Linked DNA regions of Rattus norvegicus: region 2 is linked to region 1. Evidence: chromatin contacts called from public Hi-C data. All regions are on one chromosome and are shown on one strand. Each heading gives the region's core, a stretch centred on a gene start, on an enhancer-like site or on the middle of the called end of the contact. The rest is flanking DNA. Distances are from core to core; before and after follow the strand shown.

Region 1 (6,008 bases), core at 2,518-5,017:
AGGCAGAAATACTTTGGAGCAGCTGAAACGTCCTTGAAAAGCAGTTAAAAACTTAAGGCGACTTAGTTGAAGTGCAAAGCCAGAGTGTTTTCAGAAGAAGCTGAGGTTGGACTCCTGGCACCACAGAAATAAAATGAACCTAGAGAAGACATTTTATGGGCTCGTGGTATTGGAATGTCAGAGGTAGAGCTTGCTCTAAGTGTGACGTGACGTGGTCCTGGCCTCGAGATGTCCTTTGGCGGTTCCTTTTGCTTCCGACCTTGCTCTTTCCAGCTTCTCTGTAAGGATCCCCAGCCCCTCCAGAATTATCTTCTCTGTGCCCAAAGCCGGAAGAAAAAAAATTGGTTCGTCCGTGAAGTTACCAGACAGACCCAGAAGTGCACCTGGCCAGACTGACAGGCAGGAGATAGCCTGTGCTTGCTCCAGACTCCTCAGTGTCTTGGGCTGGCCACGCACGTGCTCCCTGGAGTCAGGAAGGGAATCATACTGAGGCCTTGCCCAGTAGGACGAGTTCCTCACGGTTCTGGCAGTGGAAGAATGGCAGGCCCTGGTCAGCTGTTCTTACAGACAGCGCTACTCAAAGTTCATTTCTCATTTATGCCAAGGTCACCCCACCTCCTTGGAGTGACTGGGCCTTCCGGGATTCTTCATCTTGGGGCTTCTCTGTCACATCTGTACTGCCATCAAAGTGATGGCTGCCACCTTTGTTTTCTCAGGAACTGCTGAGCAAAGCTGGCCAGAACCAGGAATGGGGTGTGGGGGGGAGATGAGTAGTCCTCCCCCACCCCACCCTTACCCCCTGTGCTAGGAAAGAGAGGCCAACTGGTCAGGCACAGGTCTGAGATGGCGAAATCACACTGGCTGAGCACGGAGAGCCAGAGAGCCAGAGTCTGCAAACATTGCTTATCCCTGGCAGCTGTGGGACCCCCGTTTGTCAAACTCACCTTTCCATCTGGAATAATGACAGGGGAAGTAACGGATTTGCTCTTCTCTCCTCTCTCTCTCTCTCTCTCTCTCTCTCGCTCTCGCTCTCGCTCTCGCTCTCTCGCTCTCTCGCTCTCTCGCTCTCTCGCCCTTGCTCTCTCGTTCTCTCACTTACTTCCCATTACATGTACATGTTTGTGTGAGTGTTTGAGACATGTATGTAAGTACTTGCATGCAGAGGTCAGAGGTCAACATCCAGTGTCTTCCTTGATCTAGATCTACCTTAAATTTTTACCTTAGATGTGTCACTGAACCTGAGACACATCTGTTCAGGTAGACTAGTCATGAGTTTCAGGGATCTACCCCTCCTTCTGCACCTTGCTGGGATTTCAAATGCCCGTGTACCCACACTCAGCTTTCACGGGAGTGCTGGGGGTCACTTCCTGCTTGAGTGGCGGGCACTTTACTGACTGAGCATCTCCCTAGTACCCACTTTGTCAACTTTTATGACTCTCTAGGCTGCCTGCCCAATAGCTGAATGACAGTCATCTTGCCTTTGACTGTGTGAGGAAATCCCTTGACAGAACCAGGCCGTGGATTTCCACTTGGCGCTCTCCCTACGTTTGCTCTGTGACTGACACTGATAGCCCCGCCTGACTGGAGGCTTTTATTAATGGGGAGCTGCTTAGCATTTCTGAATATGAAGCAGAACAAGCAAGGTTGGCCGAAGTTGTACTTCTCGCGCTCGGATCTCCAGGCAATTTAAAATATTTGCCTGAATAGAGAGGGAAGACACCGGATTCAACCTAAGTTTTGCCTTTGTTCGTTTTCTTTTCCTGTCAGCGGTAAAGATAGAATTGAGTCAATGAATGATATTCTGAGGGGAATCTTAAAAAAGCGGAACAGAGGAGTGTACAGCTTTGAGGAAAGCAGGATGGAAGTTTGTCAGTGTATAAGTAGAGGGTTGGTGAGCCGGCTCGGTGGGTGAAGGCATGTATGACCCAATGGCAGAAGAGAACCAACCTCCCGGGTCATTCTCCACATGGGCGCTGTTGGGTGAGTATGGAGGGGGAGGACCCGGTGGGTGCGTCACCATGGATGAGCAGTAGACATTACGTGCAGGGCAGGTGCTGGGCGAGCCTGCGTGTGTGAGGTGCTAAAGAGCAGCCAACCTCTCGGAGACGTGCAGCCGTGTTGCTGCTGGGGGTGGGTGTGCAGTGGGGTGTTATCTAGGGGGACGGTGTTTGAGTGTTCCAAGACTGTATTAGCCAGCGTTCTCTAGGGTCACAGAACTTACGGAACGTCTCTCTACATCGAGGGAATTTATTGTGATGACTACAGTCTGTAGTCCAATAGTCCCGGCAGTGGTGAGATGTGGATGGGAGGTCGAAGAATCTAGTAGTTGCTCAGTCTCACGAGGCTGGTTGTTTGAGCTGGTCTTCTGTGGAAGTAGGTTCCAACAGATGTGCTGGCACGTAAGTGCAAGCAGGTGACGAAGAGTGAATCTTTCTTCTTCCAATGTCCTTAATGTAGATCTCCAGCAGAAGGTGTGGCTCATATTAAAGGTGTGTACCATCATCATGCCTGGATCTGGGACTTGTTTTGTCCCAGGCTGACCTTGAACTCCGAGATCTCCTTGCCTCAGTCTCCTGGAGTTAAAGGCTTGTGTTACTTTACCTGGGCCTAAGCGTTTCATGGCCACTGTGCCTCAAGATTTCCATGCCAAGATCCAGGTCAGAATCTTGTGTCTCCCAGCCTCAAGTCCGGATCACAGATGAGCCTCCAATTCTGGATGGTAGTTCATCCCAGATAGAGTCAAGTTGACAACCAGGAATAGCCACTACAAAGAGAGAGTTCTGGAGCTGGATGGTGGCAGTGGGACTCCAGAGGGTGAGCTACTGAACTACACTTCAAAATAATCAGGATGGCCGGGCAGTGGCAGTTCACACCTTTAGTCTCAGACTCAGGAAGCAGAGGCACACAGATCTCTGTGAGTTCTGGGCCAACCTGGTCTACAGAGTGAGTTTCAGGACAGCCAGGACTACACAGAGAAATCCTGTCTCAAAACAAACAAACAAACAAATCTCAAACAAAGACCAAACAAAATAACAACAAAAACACCAAAAGAACAAAACAGAACAACAAAAAAATTAGGGCGGTAAATTTTGTTATATGCGTTATTTTGTCATAATACAGTAAACAACCACAAGCCCAAATCAAAACAGAATGCCTGCAACTTCTTTTCTGAAACAGGGTTATGGTACTGTGTAGCCCAGGCTGGCTGAACCCCACCCCACACCCCATGCTTCTAGGTGCTGGGATTATTTACCCTACCTTGTTTAGCACATTTCCTAGTGGTTTGTGGGATTAGTAGATAGAGAACCAGAAGCCACCTGGTTCACCTACGTCATCTGGGTGAATCTGTCATACTCAGGAAATAGCATCACCCACAGTAGCCATATTATCTACTGGGGGACACAGCTTCCAGCCCATTGTGCCTTGTGGCGCACAGAGCTGCCGCTCCACTTCCCAGCACCAGTCGTACCTCTTGCTGTCTCTGTTGTGTGCAAAAGGAACTCACTTTCTCCATTACACTCACTCCCGTGTCTACCTCTGCAGTTAGTTCCAGTGGGTGACTGAGAGGGGCAGTCTGTTCATGACGTCACATTAGAGAGTAGCTGAGGTCCCTTCAGGCTTCTGATGCTTCCCCTGTGCCTGTGTTGAAGACTGGCATGTGACACAGCCAGGCGTGGAGGTGATGACCCTCATGTGATGGGCAGCCCATTGGTGACCAGCTCTGGGGAGCCTTGGGTGGCTCCACCCGGCTGACCTGTGGGGCATTTCTCATGTACTGCCTTTCGGGCTTTCTTGCCAGTGCTTTTTCTAAATATAAGCCTAAACTAAAGCAGGCTGTTGGAGCTTCCCACACAAAGGTCATTTGTGAAAGGGGAGCTTTTGGGCACACCATAAGCCATCCGGCTCACCTACGTCATCTGGGTGAATCTGTCATACGCAGGAAATAGCATCACCTACAGCAACCCGGCCACATAACAAGGATCCTCAGTATCAGATCTGGAGGACCAGGCAGTGCTGACTTCTCCCTGCCTGGGAGTCAGTTCTCGTGAACTGCCTGCCTCCTGTTTTCTGCACGTTAGTCTTACTGCCCTCCGAGCCGTGCCACTTGCGGATGAGACAGAGAACCACCCACCACCGCCCTCACCCTGAGACCCAAGGCAGTTGTCTGTTGTTTTTAATGAAGGACGCTAATGAGAGTGTGTCATTTATTGGGGAGTTCTGTAGAAATGTCAGTGTGGGCAAAACTGTGCTCACTCATGCCTGGCTTGGGAACTGTGTGGGGTCTTAGTGGGATTTTAATTTGATGTATGGGGAAGACACCTCAGGGGGTAGCCATCTGCCACTGACCGAAGGTCTGTGAGGTTTTTCTAACTTCTGCTGGGTTTGCCAAGGGCTGTAACTTTCAGGACTATAGCTGGGACTCTGCCCTGGTAGGGGTCTGGTCACGTGACCAATAAGGTTGTCATGGCTTGATTACTAAGATGACTCCTTAGTGGAAACTGCTCATAGTCAAAAGACGTAAAAATAATGGGCGGACTCGTTCATTTAGTTATGTTTTTGTTTTTAAAAATACAGTTTTACATTCGATTGGTTGGCTGGGGGCAGTGCAGGGGCACACACACACACACACACACACACACACACACACACACACACACCACAGCACACATGTACACATACACACACTCTTGCAGTCATACATTCTCTCTTCTGTCTTCTGTGCAGGCTACCAACATGGCTGTGGGGACGCTGTCTTCAGAGTCTGTGAACAATCTTTATGGTGTCTGGATGGGGTGAGAGCAGAAGCAGGAGTGGACATGGCTTTAGTGTTGTTAAAAATCATAGGTTGTTAAAAATCCATGGCTTAAATGGATTATTTTTTGGGGGAATAAATACAGGGAAATATTCCAACACACTGCAGAGCTAAAACCACTAACATCCTCTATTTCATCTTCAGGCTGTACTTTCAGTGCTGGGGGTCAGATGGCTCTGGGCATGCTGAGCGAGCGTGTACTCTTGCCACTGAGTCACAGCCCTGAGCCACAGTCCTCCCTTGCCTTGCAGATCGGATCGCGGTAAGGGTCCATTTGAACTCATGGAAATGGTAAGGTAGAAGGAATTTTTGGAATCCCTTTAAGAAAGAAGTGATGTCATAGCTGCCCCTCAAACAGAAAGACCTGCTATAGTACAAACTGCTTCCCTGTCTGGTGGACCCCGATGTTGGATGGGGTGACCCCACCCCTAATGCAGCTGAAAGAAGTGATCTGCTCACCACAAAGGTGTTATTATTAAGTAGGAAGGAATTAAATGAGTCAAATGTCAGGTTGGTTATGGCGTACATATATAATACATATATTGAAGTGTCAGGTCGTAGTAGCCTGAGGTCAGATCTCAGCGTCTGCGGTGATGTGAGCTTGTGGTTGAATATGAACTATGGAGACTGACACACAGGCTTGTGTGTGTAGTAAGGTCAGCCTTATAGGATATATATGGAGACATGGGTAGCCAATACATTGAATGTTAGGATCAACCTCTCTCTCTCTCTCTCTCTCTCTCTCTCTCTCTCTCTCTCTCATATTTAAAAATGTTGATCCCTTGAGGCACTGTATCACGTGTTCTTTCTCAGTGACAATCTCATCAGCATGATGGAGACTCCTCTGAACTCACATGAGGACTCTAGGAGCCCCACCCATGGATTTGGTATATTCATGAAATGCATTCTGCTGTGCCCGTCACCACAATCAAATTGAGAATATTTCTACCACCTGGAAAGAAATTCTAGACACAGTAACAGTCACCTCCTCACCCATCTGGCACAGCCACTAGTCTTCTTTTCTGTCCCCACAAACCTACCTTTCTCCTTCTTCCCTCCTCCTCTTCCTCCCTCCCCACAAGTGTTCTACCACTGAGCTGCCTCCCCAGCCTGGGATCTGCCTGTTCCAGACATCACATGGATGTGCAAACTGCTCCCTTTGTCTAGACGCCATCCGACCCCTGTCTGTCCCAGG
Region 2 (6,008 bases), core at 1,797-4,296, 36 kb after region 1:
CGGGCCCATCTATCCAGCCCCTGCTGGCTTTCATTTCAACATCACAAAGAGATGTTGCAGTAAAAGTTTAAATACCGTTTATGTTGTTCACCTGCAGAAACCTAGCTGGGGTTTTAGTAGCTGTGGTCCGTTGGTCCTTGTGTCTGTTGGTCTCCAATGACAACAGACAACCGTTGCTAGTGTTTGGCTTTTATGCACAGTTGTGCAATGAGTTAAGTGTTTCCTGTGTTTGTAATGGATTTAACACCGTTCAAATGGTGTTAATCCATTTTGTCGGGGTAGTCTGTGTGCAGAGGATGCTGCCTGAGGTAGGAGTGCACAGAGGTTTGATTGCAGAGGCCGAACACCTCGGCTTTGGTGACTGACTGACGTGCTTCGGGCTAGGCGAGGAGGGTGCATGCGGAGCATTTGAAGGTCTATCCTGGGAGGTGGTGATCAACCTTCACAGCAGTTTATTTCTCTGCCGTGCTTAGTTCTTGGTACCATGGAGAACTCTTTGTCAGTACCTCGGAAACAGCTCTGCCCACTCTGAATGGCACACAGCGTGCATTTGGAGGAGCACGGAGTTCACAGCAAAGTCTCGAAGTGCTGTTTTAACTGGCACAGGACTCAGGAATGTAACAGGCTATTTTGAGAGCTGGTTGGACAGATAGTGTTTTGTGGTTTGTTTATTTGTTTTGTAAGACAAGGTCTCATTATGTAGCCCAGGCTGGCTCCCTGATCTTCTGACCTCAGCCCCTGGTGCTGAGATTATGGGCGTGGGCCCCACACCTGACTCACAGTGTTTTTCTTGATTGATATTAAGTCTGCCCTTGGCTAATTGGCTGCTTTCTCCTCTCTAGTAGGTTTTGTTTTAAAGATAATTTTTACTCAAGTGTTCAAACAAAACCAAAAGCAAACCTTTAAAACTTTTTCTCTGTTGTTTTCTTTTTCCTTCATGAAATTTCAGAGAAATGACCAAAAGTTTCTTCAACGCCCAGTTTGGGAGTTTGTTCCGCACAGATCAGAATCCAACCTACTTCCTGAGGCGCCTGTCAAGGTTCGCGGACATTTACATGGCATCTCTGAGCTGCCTCCTGAACTACGATGTCAACCACACATTCTACCCCAGGAGGACTCCCCTGCAGCACGAGCTTCCTGCGTGGTCGGACAGCCCATCTGCCTTCAAAGCCCCTCTGCTGCAGGAGGCTCAGGCTAAGTAACCCTGTGTTTGCCTGAGGAAAAAGCCAGAAGCATTCGTGGCCTCACAGAGTGTCAAGTAGCCTGAGAGTTGCTTCCCAGAGTCAGATGCGCCTTTTGTATTTTTTCTACCTTACCATGAATACTGTCCTGTCCAGGTTGAGATAGGAGCTGGCCACCTGGGGTCTCCTGGCCCTTCTCCACACAACACTGATTCAGTCTTGTTTAATGTGGAACTAACAACGTCAGGCCTCTTGACGAGCGCACCCTCTTGATGGCTGTCTGTGTTCAGTAGGTCAAGAGTGGACACCTTGATTCTGTGAGGCATTTCTTGGTTGTTTACACGCGGTTACATTGAGGACCACAAGGGCATGGTGAAATGCAGAGACAGTAGGAAGCAGGTTGCTGAGGAAGCAGCCCTACCTGCGGCCAGTTCCCTGGTCTTCTGGTCCTAGGCTTTCAAAGACACTTTGCCGTAGAAATCACAGCCTACCGGAACGACTTTGCTGAGGAAGAACAAGAAGTGTTTGTCCTCAGTGTGCACTTGCTTTGTCTGCCCGAAGGGGTGACGGATGGGTTCCCTCCTCCCCAGGAAAGGGGTAAGGACACAGCCACTCGAGCTAAAGTTGCCTTTCAGCCAGTGGGTCGGACATATTAGAGGACAACAAAGACGCAAAGCCTTGGGACTCGGCCTGTGGCCAGCGCTATCCCGTGTGCTAGGCCATCCAGCATAGACAGCTGCTGATGGGAATGCCATGTTTCATGCCGAGAGCCAAGCTGGGGAAATCTCCTCTGCCCTTCCCCCTCTGGAGGGAAGACTCCTTATTACGTCTGTTTGCAGTATCTTTGAACACATTTGGGCACCACAGGAGTGGCTGCTGTCACTGACAGTTCTGTTCAATGGCGTTTTCATTGCAAAGGCCATGGAAGTGCTGGTGGCCAGATTAGCCTTGTCTCCTGTGGCCTGACGCCTTGTAAGCTTTTACACTAACGTGGCACTGCTGCTGCCGCCGCCATAGCTGCTGCTTCTTTCCCTTGCCCCCTCCTTAACCCCCTATCCCTCACCCTCACCCCCAGTTAGGGTCTTGCTATGGAGCCTGGGCTAGCCTTGGACTCAATCCTCCTGCCTCAGTCTCCGGAGTCTCGTATTACAGGCATGCAAAAGTGTGAAGGCGGCAGGAGCATGAAGGAGACGTGTGGCGAGTGCTTGCTCTTTGGCATCTTTATGGCAGTAAGTAGATCTAGCCGGCTGATGAGGGGCCGCTCCCAGCCCCATCGCTGTTGCAGGCTGCCTGCCGATGTGCAGAAGCTAAATGAACCGTGTAGCATTCACTGTGAAGCCCTGTGTTAGCATGGTGTCTTTGCTGTTGCTAGTGTTGAACGTTGTTTCGAAGGTGACCCTTCAGGCCCCTCCCCCTCTCGTGTGTTGTATTCTAAGCACCGGGGTTCAGCATTCTGCTCCTTTTCAGAACAGGATGGGTATTTTTCTGTTCCGGTGTTCCTGTTCCCCAGTGTTAGCCACCAGGGGGTTTTGGCAACTGCTCCGTGTCAGAGTCCTAAAAGGGGCGTGCTTGGGATGCCCCTGACTCGTGCTTTGGGGAGCAGAGTGAAGCTAAAAACAGTGACTCTTTGATCGGATCCTGTATTCTTCGGGTGTAGACTAGATGCCAGTTTCCAGGTTTGTCTACTCAGGATCGAGGCAGAGCTGCTCTCTTAATGCCTACAGTAGGCGACCAAAGCCTGGGGGGGGGAGGGGGGGGACATCTGGCTGTGAGAACTGCATCTTACAGCCTGCTCTGTATACAAGGATCACAGTCTCGAGGCCACCAAGCTCGACCGTACTGGGTCAGCCGGGACGTCACACCCGACACACAGCCGGGCAGACTGCACACTCAAACCGTGCTCTGGCAGAGTGGCCTGGCACGGCATCCTGCATGAAGAACAGGGGCGTTTCCACCGTGTTCCAGTCCTCCGCTAGTGCAGTCAGGACAAGTTTTAGCTTGTCCCTGGGACTCTTGGCTGGGGTCTGACCTACTGCACTGGTATCGTGTTCTTTTTAGAGTATTCTTTTGTGTGCACATTGAGGACGGTATATAGGTAAAAGGAGAGTGGGGTTTTTTCCACCTTTAAAAAATATCAAATTGTAAACCGAACAGTAAAAATTTTAATATCTTTGAACTATACATTTTTTTTGACATTGTTTAGACTGATTTTCTTAGAATCATGTGAACAAAAATTCAGTCTAAGGGCAGTCCCTGCCAGGGTGACATCCAGCAAGGCCATGGTGTCAGCAGCGGCCACTGGAGTGGTTTGCACTGCTGGGGTTTTCTCAGAGTTGCTTTTTCAGGGGAGAGCTGGCTTTAAAAATATCTCAGGTGCTGGGTGTTTGAAGCTCTTGCTTTTCCTCCTAAGATAGCACACCTTCCTCTTCCCTCCCCCTCCTCCCTCCTTTCTTCTTCCCCCTCTTCCCTCTCCCCTTCTTTTCTCTTCCCCCCACCCTTCCTCCCTTCCTCTCCTCTCCAGCTTTGGCCTCTGCTCTCCACACATGTCTGTCTCTGTCAAGTCCCCAACCCTCTTCTTCCTTCCTAACACCCCCACCCCCACACCTTCCACACCCCTCTTTACCATTAATACACCTGCCACTGATGTGGTCAGATCTCAGACTAAATTACCAGTTGCTTTGAACACATCGGCCCTCTTATTTATTGCAATAAAGGAGAAGTGAAAAGCTGTCGTGCCTCCTACCTAATTTAGCTTTGGGTGAACTAAATGGCTTTCCCCTCCCCTCAGCAAGTGCTAAATACACAGAAATTCCACTTTATCCAAATGCTCACTTGCTGCCAGAAACCTACTTGAGGCTCTTGACTAAAATGCTCAAAAGACTGAATGGCCAGATGCAGGGAGGGCTCCTTGATAGTTCTCTCCCGCTGCTCAGGGAGCCCATCCATTCTTTCTCCGCCCAAGGATTTTCTTTAGTTTGTTATTTTTGGGACGGGGTCTCAGTGTGCAGCTCTGGCTGGTCTGGAAGTTACTATGTAGAGCAGGTTAGCCCTCAGAGATATCCCCTGCTTCCACAGAGCGTTGTGATAAGAAGTGTGAACCACCAGACCTGGTGTGATTTCCTTTTGTTGGGTGGGTTGGTTTTTGTTTTATTTTTTCTTTCTCCTCTTTTTTCTTCTTGTTATTTATTTACTTATGTCTTTGGCATTAATATTTGGGAGCAAGGTTCTTTAGTTTAGCTAACGTTTCAGACCACAGATAGGTTAAACAACGGGAAGGAAGAGGAGGGGGGCCTTTTCTAATTAGGGAACCATTTTCAACTTCGAAGGCCCTCCCATTGCTGCATCTGCAGGAATGGATCCACTGTTCCATGGGGATTTGATTCACCAGCACAGACTGTGGGTGCTGGCTCCTGCTTGGATGGCAAGATTCTTTGCTTAGAGCATGTGGGGTCTTTCCTGCTTGGGTACAGTTAGTGTAAGCGCTAAGCCACTGTGCCGTGCTCCCTTAGGAACCCTGTCTCCCCCTCTACACGGCCACAGCCAGTGCTATGTGAGTTTGCAGTACCTGCCAAGATTGCTTCACTGTGGATTTGAGCTGTGAGCTGTTACCCTTTTTATGACTCTGCTGGGCTCAGGACTGAAGGCTGATTCATCCCAGGGGCTGGGAGTGGTGCGGGCTGATGTGTTTCTCTTTGAGAATTTCCTTGACGCGCAGCCTTGCTTTGCTCCGGATCACATGCCTTTCCTGCAGTGTATAATCTGTGACTGTTCCCTATGAAGGGACAGGGCCTGGTCTCTCCAACATTACTTTGGGGCTAGCTCCAGAGCTCCCTTTAGGGCTACCAAGACCTTCTTGTGTTTGCCTTGTGTTGCAGCACCCCTCCCCCGCAACTAGTTTGCCCCTCCTTGTCCCAGATGTGGATCCCAGCAGTGAACCTCTCAAGACCTTCCTGCATGAAACTTTTTGTCTCCAGTCTGCTCCTCCCAAAGTGCTCCTGCATTGTTTTTCTCTGTTAGCACAGGCTTGAGCTCCGATGTAGGCCCATTCCCTAATTGTGTCATGGAACGACTGTACCTGTGTGGCATCAGGCATGACAAATGCAAAGTAGGTTTACTATTTATTCGGAATGTGAATTTGCTATTTATTCTACATGTTGATTGTCTATGTTGTGATAATGAACTCAAAGCCAAATAAAAGCTTGAATTGTATTTTGTATGTGTGTGTGTTAGTGCACTATCGGTTACGGGTATTTAAGCCAAGTTGAAACATGGTTTCCTCCCAGATGTCTATAAAAAGAAATCAGAGGTTTAAAAAAAATCCCTAGGGGTGGGAGGACAGCTCAGTGGTAGAGTGCTTACGCAGCATGCTTGAGGCCCTGAATTCCATTTCCAGAACCTCAAAAGAAGGAAGCGAGTGGACCCACAGAAGGGGATCAAGAAAGGTGAAATGTAGGCAGTTTCTGGGCTTCAGGACTAAGTCACAAATAGAAACTTGGGAGAGCTCTGCCCCGGGCAGGTGGCAGCTGGCAGGCATACGCAGGGTGGGGTGGTGTTGGGGGTATGAGGCGGGGTACACCGTCTTGTTAGCGCATAGTCATTGACCAGGGATCTGGGACACACTGAGGAAATACGGGATTGAGGAATATTAGGAAAATTTGCTACTGGGTTTGGATATGTTTAGAAATATTGAATGCCTGGCTTTTACACATCTTAAAAGTGTGTGTGTGCGTGTGCGTGTGTGCGTGTGCGTGTGTGCGTGTGCGTGTGTGTGTGTGTGTGTGTGTGTGTGTGTATTTGGCATCTGTGGCACTACCGTGCTCTCTCTCG

What was found. A called contact is a pair of places that touch in the nucleus more often than the background predicts.
Region 2: a contact with region 1 is called in a Hi-C map of psoas muscle, with 2.2 times the contacts expected there. The contact joins two enhancer-like sites. A contact is called at or near these places in 3 of 12 Hi-C or Micro-C datasets (liver and psoas muscle).

What each region holds. Positions count from the first base shown.
Region 1 is chr7:23,092,559-23,098,566 of GRCr8, forward strand. All of the region lies in intron 1 of Nt5dc3 (5'-nucleotidase domain containing 3), which reads left to right. Among named protein-coding and RNA genes, the nearest start is that of Nt5dc3, 17 kb to the left of the region's middle. Within about 2 kb of position 3,768, at least 3 of the 93 cell types and tissues checked have an H3K27ac peak or open chromatin away from gene starts, as enhancers often do.
Region 2 is chr7:23,129,510-23,135,517 of GRCr8, forward strand. Nt5dc3 (5'-nucleotidase domain containing 3) reads left to right here. Exons shown (of 14, transcript NM_001134887.3): 14 at 950-5,390. The coding sequence ends at 1,202. Among named protein-coding and RNA genes, the nearest start is that of Nt5dc3, 54 kb to the left of the region's middle. Within about 2 kb of position 3,047, at least 3 of the 93 cell types and tissues checked have an H3K27ac peak or open chromatin away from gene starts, as enhancers often do.